2 separate regions of the Oryctolagus cuniculus genome follow, and region 1 is linked to region 2. Evidence: chromatin contacts called from public Micro-C data. All regions are on one chromosome and are shown on one strand. Each heading gives the region's core, a stretch centred on a gene start, on an enhancer-like site or on the middle of the called end of the contact. The rest is flanking DNA. Distances are from core to core; before and after follow the strand shown.

Region 1 (3,476 bases), core at 43-2,542, 710 kb after region 2:
ATTTAAAAAATGTTCATCTGGCCAAAAGTAAATCCTCTATGTTCTCCTCCAGTGGATGACTTCAGCCAGCACTTTTAGATTGCCACTTTGGCCTTATAAAAATGTTCCTAATGTAATCCACTGGGAAGTAGAGCCCTTACTGTAATGATAAGAGGTCTGCCTCAGAGAAAGACTTTAATCCCTCATTTGAACACCTGTAGAATCCCCTACACTAGTTTGGGTAGGAACAAAAGCTAAAGGAGAAGACCCAAGCTTTCCAGGCACTGATCCTGCAGTGCAGACTTCCTACATCCGGGCCCAGGAGGAGCTGAGCAGAGAGGAGGCGGAGTCGCTCCTGGGCCAGCCTCCTCCAGACCAGCCAGGAGGCCTCTGAGACTCTCCACTCCTCTTTGCAGCCCAGCTACCACAGTTGGTGTCTAATGGCCCCCTGCAAGTTGAATATGGATCAATCAACAAGCAAAGGATAACAATTAATTAAAACCAACACTATGAAGATTGGAAAGCACTGGGGTCATTTAGGTCAGGGTTCAGTCTCAGGTCCTCTCCCCGCAGTGCAAATCTTTGTAGCTACTTGGCTTTTTTGCCTGGATTTCTTCATCTGACAAGTGGGGATGACAAAACACCCATCTCATTGGCCATGCTGGTAATGTTCTAAGATGTTGTGACAAAGTACCACAGACTCGGTGCATTAAAGCAACAGGAACAGGTTTTCTCCTAGTCCTGGGGGATGGAAGTCCAAAATTGAGGTACCCTTGGTGCCATGTTCCTTCAGAAGGCTCCCAGGAAGCAGCCTTCCTAGCCCGCCCCTGGCTCTGGTGGCACCAGGCATTCTTTGGCTTAGGGCAGCATCACACCAGTCTCTGGCTATCTCTGCACTTCCTGGCCCTCTCATCTTCTTAAAAGGACATCAGTCATTGCCTTGAGGGCCACCCTATTCCGGGATGATCTCTTCTTAATCCTTAAGTAACTACTTCTGCAAAGGCCCAAATCAAGTCAAAGTTTGAGGATCCAAGTAGGTGTGTGGACATTATCAACCCACAATAGCTGGTTAAGGGTGTTAAATAAGAAGGTACAGTGAGAGTGCCTCACACAGGACATGCACATTACATGTCTTAAATACAGAGGCTATTTTTTTTTAAATTATTGCTGCTGCAAGGGTCAGTGTTGTTCTTCTAGAGAATGGAAGAAAAAGATTTGAGTGAGGAATGGAAGGGTAGGCCTGAGGAGTCACGGGGGAGGGTAGCACAATGACACAGCAGAGAAGGGAGGAGGTTCCAAATAGGGAAGAGAAAGAAGTGCTATGGTGACAATCTGAGCTTGCTGGGCTCCTCTGTGCTCAGATGCCAAGGCCTGGGATAAGCCGGCAGGGTGAGTGAGCAAAACTAGACACCCCAGTCTGTCCTTGTCACCCCAGGGTGGCCTCACTCCCCTGGGGCAAAGCTAAGGGAAAGGAGCTATGCTTAGTGCCCACTTCTTCCCCTCCTTCTGTATTTCACAACTGTTCTTGCAGGGATGGCAGGAGATTGGACGTGGAGGCAGCACTCCGGCACTGCTGAGGCCTTCTTGCTGAAAAGTGAGCAAACCTCGTTGCTGAGCGTGGAGCCAAACTCCTCTGATTTCAGAAAATTCCTGAGCCCTGGAAATGAATCAAGCATAACAGAAAGGCGAAAGCAGCTGGAAAAGCAAGGCCTCCTCTTTCCCAAGGCCCGACGCCAGGCGTGCTGGAGGCTCTGAAATGTAGTCAGGCAACACAGTTGTGAATGCACCAAATTTCGTCCTGATGTAGACTGTGTATACTCAAGCATTGTGGCTAATGGTTTTTATATAAGAGTGGCACATGTTCACATTCACATCACCAGAAAAGGAGGAAGGGCCAAGAGCTAAGCCGTGACTAAAATCACTGAGCACAAAGACTCCCTTTACTGCTCGCTGCTTCTGTCCAGAGACCATCCTGGCAGCCCTTCTGCCAGATGTTCTAAATGCTTTTTTGGTGTTGTGAACCCTTTTGACAATCTGGTGAGGGACATAGGCTCCTTCCCAGAATAACTTGTCAAATAAAATATGGAAATTACAAAGAAAACCAATGATATCAACAACAAAAAAATTTGGTATGTCTTTCTATATACTTCCTTATGAACATTTTAAATAACAAGATCCTGTCACCGGTCTTATAGTGTAATTTTTTTTAAAGATTTATTTATTTGAGAGGTAGAGTTATAGATAGTAAGAAGGAGAAACAGAGAGAGAGGTCTTCCTTCTGTTGGTTCACTCCCCAAATGGCTGCAATGGCCGGAGCTGCACCGATCCGAAGCCAGGACTCCCATGCGGGTGCAGGGGCCCAAGCACTCGGGCCATCTTCTACTGCTTTCCCAGGCCATAGCACAGAGCTGGATTGGAAGAGGGGCAGCCGGGACTAGAACCAGTGCCCATATGGGATGCTGGTGCTGCAGGCAGAGGATTAACCTATTGCACCATGGCCCAGCCCCATTATAATGTAATTTTTAAAAAAGTTATTTGAGCACAGAGGGACAGAGAGAGAGCTCCCATCTACTGGTTCATTCCCCAAATGCCTACAATGACCAGGATGGGTCAGGCCTAAGCCTGGAGCCAGAAACTCAATCCAGGACTCCCATGTGGGTAGCACAAACCCAATCACTTGGGCCATCACTATCCTCCTAGGGTTTTCATTAGCCAAAAGCTGAAGTTAGGAGCCAGATCCAAGAGCTGAACCCACATCCTTGGATGTGGGACACATCTTAAGCAGTACACCAGATGCCTGTCTCAGCTACTGTAAATTCTTTCTTTCTTTTTTTTTTTTATTTGACAGATAGATAGTGAGAGAGACAGAGAGAAAGGTCTTCCTTCCGTTGGTTCACCCCCCAAATGGCCGCTATAGCCGGAGCTACGCCGATCCGAAGCCAGGAACCAGGTGCTTCCTCCTGGTCTCCCATGCGGGTGCAAGGACCCAAGCACTTGGGCCATCTTCCACTACCCTCCGGGGCCACAGCAGAGAGCTGGACTGGAAGAGGAGCAACCGGGACTAGAACCCGGCGCCCATATGGGATGTCAGTGCCGCAGGTGGAGGATTAACTATGTCAGCCACGGCGACGGCCCCCCAGTTACTGTAATTTCCAATTAGTGAAGGATGTGAATGATATGTCTAGATTCCTACAGCCAGTGTACTGGGATCTGCAAATACCTGCTTTTTGTTGTCTGTATTCATAGTTGAAGAAAACACAACATTTCAGTGGGAGGTAGTGAAAACGAGCACATTATTTTCTCCATCCAAGTCCACAGAATTCTATCCACGGAGATTTGTGGCCCACAGATTTAGAATCCATTTTCTAAGCAAACTTTCTGAAGGTACCCAATTTTTGGTGGGGCACTGCCAGTTACCCTGAGCACCCACTCAGTTATGTTTGCAAAGGCTGCCCCCTGCTGGTCAAAAGACTCATGCTCTTCTCCAAACTCATTTA
Region 2 (3,378 bases), core at 650-3,149:
ATTTTGGAAGCATCCCTGAGAGGGTGGAGGAGGCTGAAAGAATGTAGGCCTGTAAGATATCAACATCCTGTCACTCTTCGTCTATGTCTCCTCTTCCACAGGACTACCAGCTCTCCATGAAGAATCTTCTCTCGGAGCCTCAGTTTACCAGCAGACAGCGCAGTGCCTGGCACATGGTAAAAACCTCGGATTATAAAGTTAATAAACAAATGAGTGTTTAAAAAATGGTCACACTTTGTTTTAAATCTTTGTCAAGCAAACTGATAGGCATTTTATACTGGTATTCTATAGTTTTCATGATTTTGTGACTATTTTAAAACTGACTTTATGTGATTGCAGTTGAGCATCTTTTCATTTGATTAGGGTTTTTTTGTTTTGTTTTGTTTTTTGACAGGCAGAGTTAGACAGTGAGAGAGAGAGACAGAGAGAAAGGTCTTCCTTCCGTTGGTTCACCCCTCAAATGGCCTCCATGGCTGGTGCACTGCACCAATCCGAAACCAGGAGCCAGGTGCTTCTCCTGGTCTCCCATGGGGTGCAGGGCCCAAGCACTTGGGCCATCTTCCACTGCCCTCCCGGGCCACAGCAGAGAGCTGGACTGGAAGAGGGGCAACCGGGACAGAATCCAGCACTCTGACTGGGACTAGAACCTGGGGTGACGGCACCACAGGCGGAGGATTAGCCTAGTGAGCCAAGGTGCCGCCTTGATTAGGGTTTATAGTCCTTGCCTCTTTCCCTCCTTCCCTGCTGAATGATGGCCTTTCTACTTTGTATTTGTTGAACTCTTGGCTCACTGGAGTGTTAAGCCTTTGACTATAATGCGAACTAAAATAAATTATCTCAAAAGATGATAACTAAAATATTAAGTTGAATAAAATGGTTTTACCCCACTGGTATTTTTCTCTAAATAATGTGGATCTAAAGAACTGAGTGTTAATTTGTCAAGAAAAAAATTCCTGCCTGTCTTTGGCAGCTTTGGGACAATCACCACCAGTGGCTTGGCTGAGTTGGAGAAGGGAGACTAAAAGACTTCCTGGTGAAACCTGAGCTATTTAGCAGAGAAGGTGCTAGCTGTTTTCCTCTGCTGCTGGGGAAGAAACAGGCTGAGCACTCCTTGACTAGCTGAGGTGGCTAGAGACAGCTGGAAGGGTTCTGGGTAAATCAGCAACATCGGGCAAGTCCTGCTCTGCGCAGAGACTTGAGTCTCGAGACAAGAGGGACAGTCTTCTCCAGGACTTACTGAACCTAGGACATGGTCTTTTCCAAGGGCTGATGTGGTTCAACATTACAAGAGCCAAGGAGGTCTTCCCGCAGCCCCATGACCCTGTGATCTGGCTAGTGTCAAACAGCCCGAGCTTTCTTTAACAGAACCATCTGCAACACAAGCACCGTGTTACGGTAAATGAGAACACACCTTCTTCTGTGTTAGTCACAATAAATAATTCCAAAATCCTTGCAGGAGAGATAATAATGGGAGGGGAAACTCCTTTGAACTTCATATCAGGCCCTAAAAGATAGAAGAATTCTCGTTAGCGGGAGAGAAGCAATTGAGATCTCGTTTAGCAAGTAATGCTAAGACTTAGAAGTGTTTGTGATAGGCCTAATAAACAAAGTCCCCCTACATCTGAACTGAGTCTGACCCAAGCAGTGAAACATCTGTGGATTCCTTCATCCTAGAACCCTATGACAGAAACAGCTGCTTTACTAGTCACTGATGCCTGAAAGCATGGAAAATGTAACCTCAGAGAAATCTAATCGCCTTCTGCTGGACAAACTGTTCTTCAGGAACCAGAGATATTAATCTTGTCACAAGTTGGCCATCAACCAGGCAAGGGGTTGAGTCTGAATCATCAGGTATGTGTTTGGATTTCTGAGCAGACTCCAGAACTTTCACTAATTGGGATTTTCAACAGAGAAGAGGGAACCGGGTCCTCCACTACCTACCTAGAGAAGTGTTCCCCATCACCAGAGGTGCATCGGGGTGCTCCATCTTCAGCTCCAGGAGGCCTGCCAGGGTTCCTGGGGAAATCCAGGTAGTCTTCTCCCCGTGGAAAGTCAGAACTTTCTTTTGGGGATCTTCTGCCATTCTCTGCAGGAGATAATGCAGACTTAATGCTGATGTCAATGACAAAATACACAGACTTCATTGCATCTCACACACAGAACAATGGATCCCACCAGGGATCACAAAGGCTGGTACTGGCAGGACAACGCTCCCATCTGTCTACAATTAAATCCACTCTTTTGTGTGATTTGTTTTCCATCTCTTATAGCTTGAAAAGAACTAAGTGGATTTTAATGAAGTCTTATAAACAAACAAGAATCCTGTGTCCCACGGAGATTTACAACATCAGACTTCCAAATGAAGAAATCATGACTAAGTTACAAATAGTAAGAAAACACCAACGGGGAGCTGTATTGCACAGAGGGTTGTGTGCCATTTATTATCAGGCCAGCTTGTCGAATGGAAATTCACTGACCACATCTGGAGGTGGAGGAGCCAGATTCTAATCCCAGCCTATCCACTAAGTAGTCTGGAGGACTTAGGGAAGCCCTGGAACCTCTCCAGGCTAGGTTGCTATATCTGAAAATTAGGGATTTGAGTAGATGATATGAGAAGCCTTTCGGTTCTCAGATCTCACTGAAGTATGGAGTAAGGCTGGCTGTTTTGTTGAGCAGTGGAAATACAGTGGAAACAAAAAATGCTGGGTTTATTAGAGCCAGTGGGGCCCTTCCTCTCACAAACCATTTACTGCTTCCCAAGCAACATTGCGGGTTTTCAAGCACTAGATTAAAGTTGGTCTTTTCTCTGATCTAAAAGTAGAATAGTGGTTACTTGAATGACTACATTTTTTTCTCTAAAATAATGGCTGTGGCAGGTGACAAGGTGGATTGTGTTTGAGGAGATAGATCTCTCTACCCTGAGTGGACATTACACTAGTGTACTTGAATCAAAACAGCACATGGTATCCCATAAAATGAGTAATTTTTCTGTGTCAAAAATAAAACAATTTTAAAATAAGGTGGGAAATGGGGCTGGCACCGTGGCGCAGTGGGTTAACGCCTTGGCCTAAAGCACTGGGATCCCATTTGGGCACCGGTTCTAGTCCCAGCTGCTCCTCTTCCGATCCAGCTCTCTGCTATGGCCTGGGAAAGCAGTGGAAGATGGCCCAAGTCCTTGGGCCCCTGCACCCACGTAGGAGACCCGGAAGAAGCTCTTGGCTCCTGGCTTCAGATCGGCGCAACTCCTGCCGTTGCAGCCAACTGAGGAGTGAACCATCAGATGGAAGACCTCTCTCTCTCTCTCTCTCTCTCCCTCTCTTCTCTCTGCCTCTCCTCTCTCTGTGTAATGATGACTTTCAAATAAATAAATAAATCTTA

The links. Hi-C and Micro-C count contacts between places; a contact is called where the count stands out from the background.
Region 1: a Micro-C map of ear pinna shows a contact between it and region 2, with 8 times the contacts expected there. The contact joins two enhancer-like sites. A contact is called at or near these places in 5 of 6 Hi-C or Micro-C datasets (ear pinna, embryonic fibroblasts, psoas muscle and 2 more).

The regions. Positions count from the first base shown.
Region 1 is chr3:40,156,804-40,160,279 of mOryCun1.1, forward strand. No RefSeq gene overlaps it. Among named protein-coding and RNA genes, the nearest start is that of MAIP1, 22 kb to the right of the region's middle. Within about 2 kb of position 1,293, at least 2 of the 8 cell types and tissues checked have an H3K27ac peak or open chromatin away from gene starts, as enhancers often do. A contact at or near this core is called in ear pinna, where this site is marked.
Region 2 is chr3:39,444,417-39,447,794 of mOryCun1.1, forward strand. It overlaps AOX3 (aldehyde oxidase 3), which reads right to left. Exons shown (of 35, transcript NM_001308460.1): 9 at 1,942-2,086; 10 at 1,412-1,504. Among named protein-coding and RNA genes, the nearest start is that of AOX3, 24 kb to the right of the region's middle. Within about 2 kb of position 1,900, at least 1 of the 8 cell types and tissues checked has an H3K27ac peak or open chromatin away from gene starts, as enhancers often do. A contact at or near this core is called in ear pinna, where this site is marked.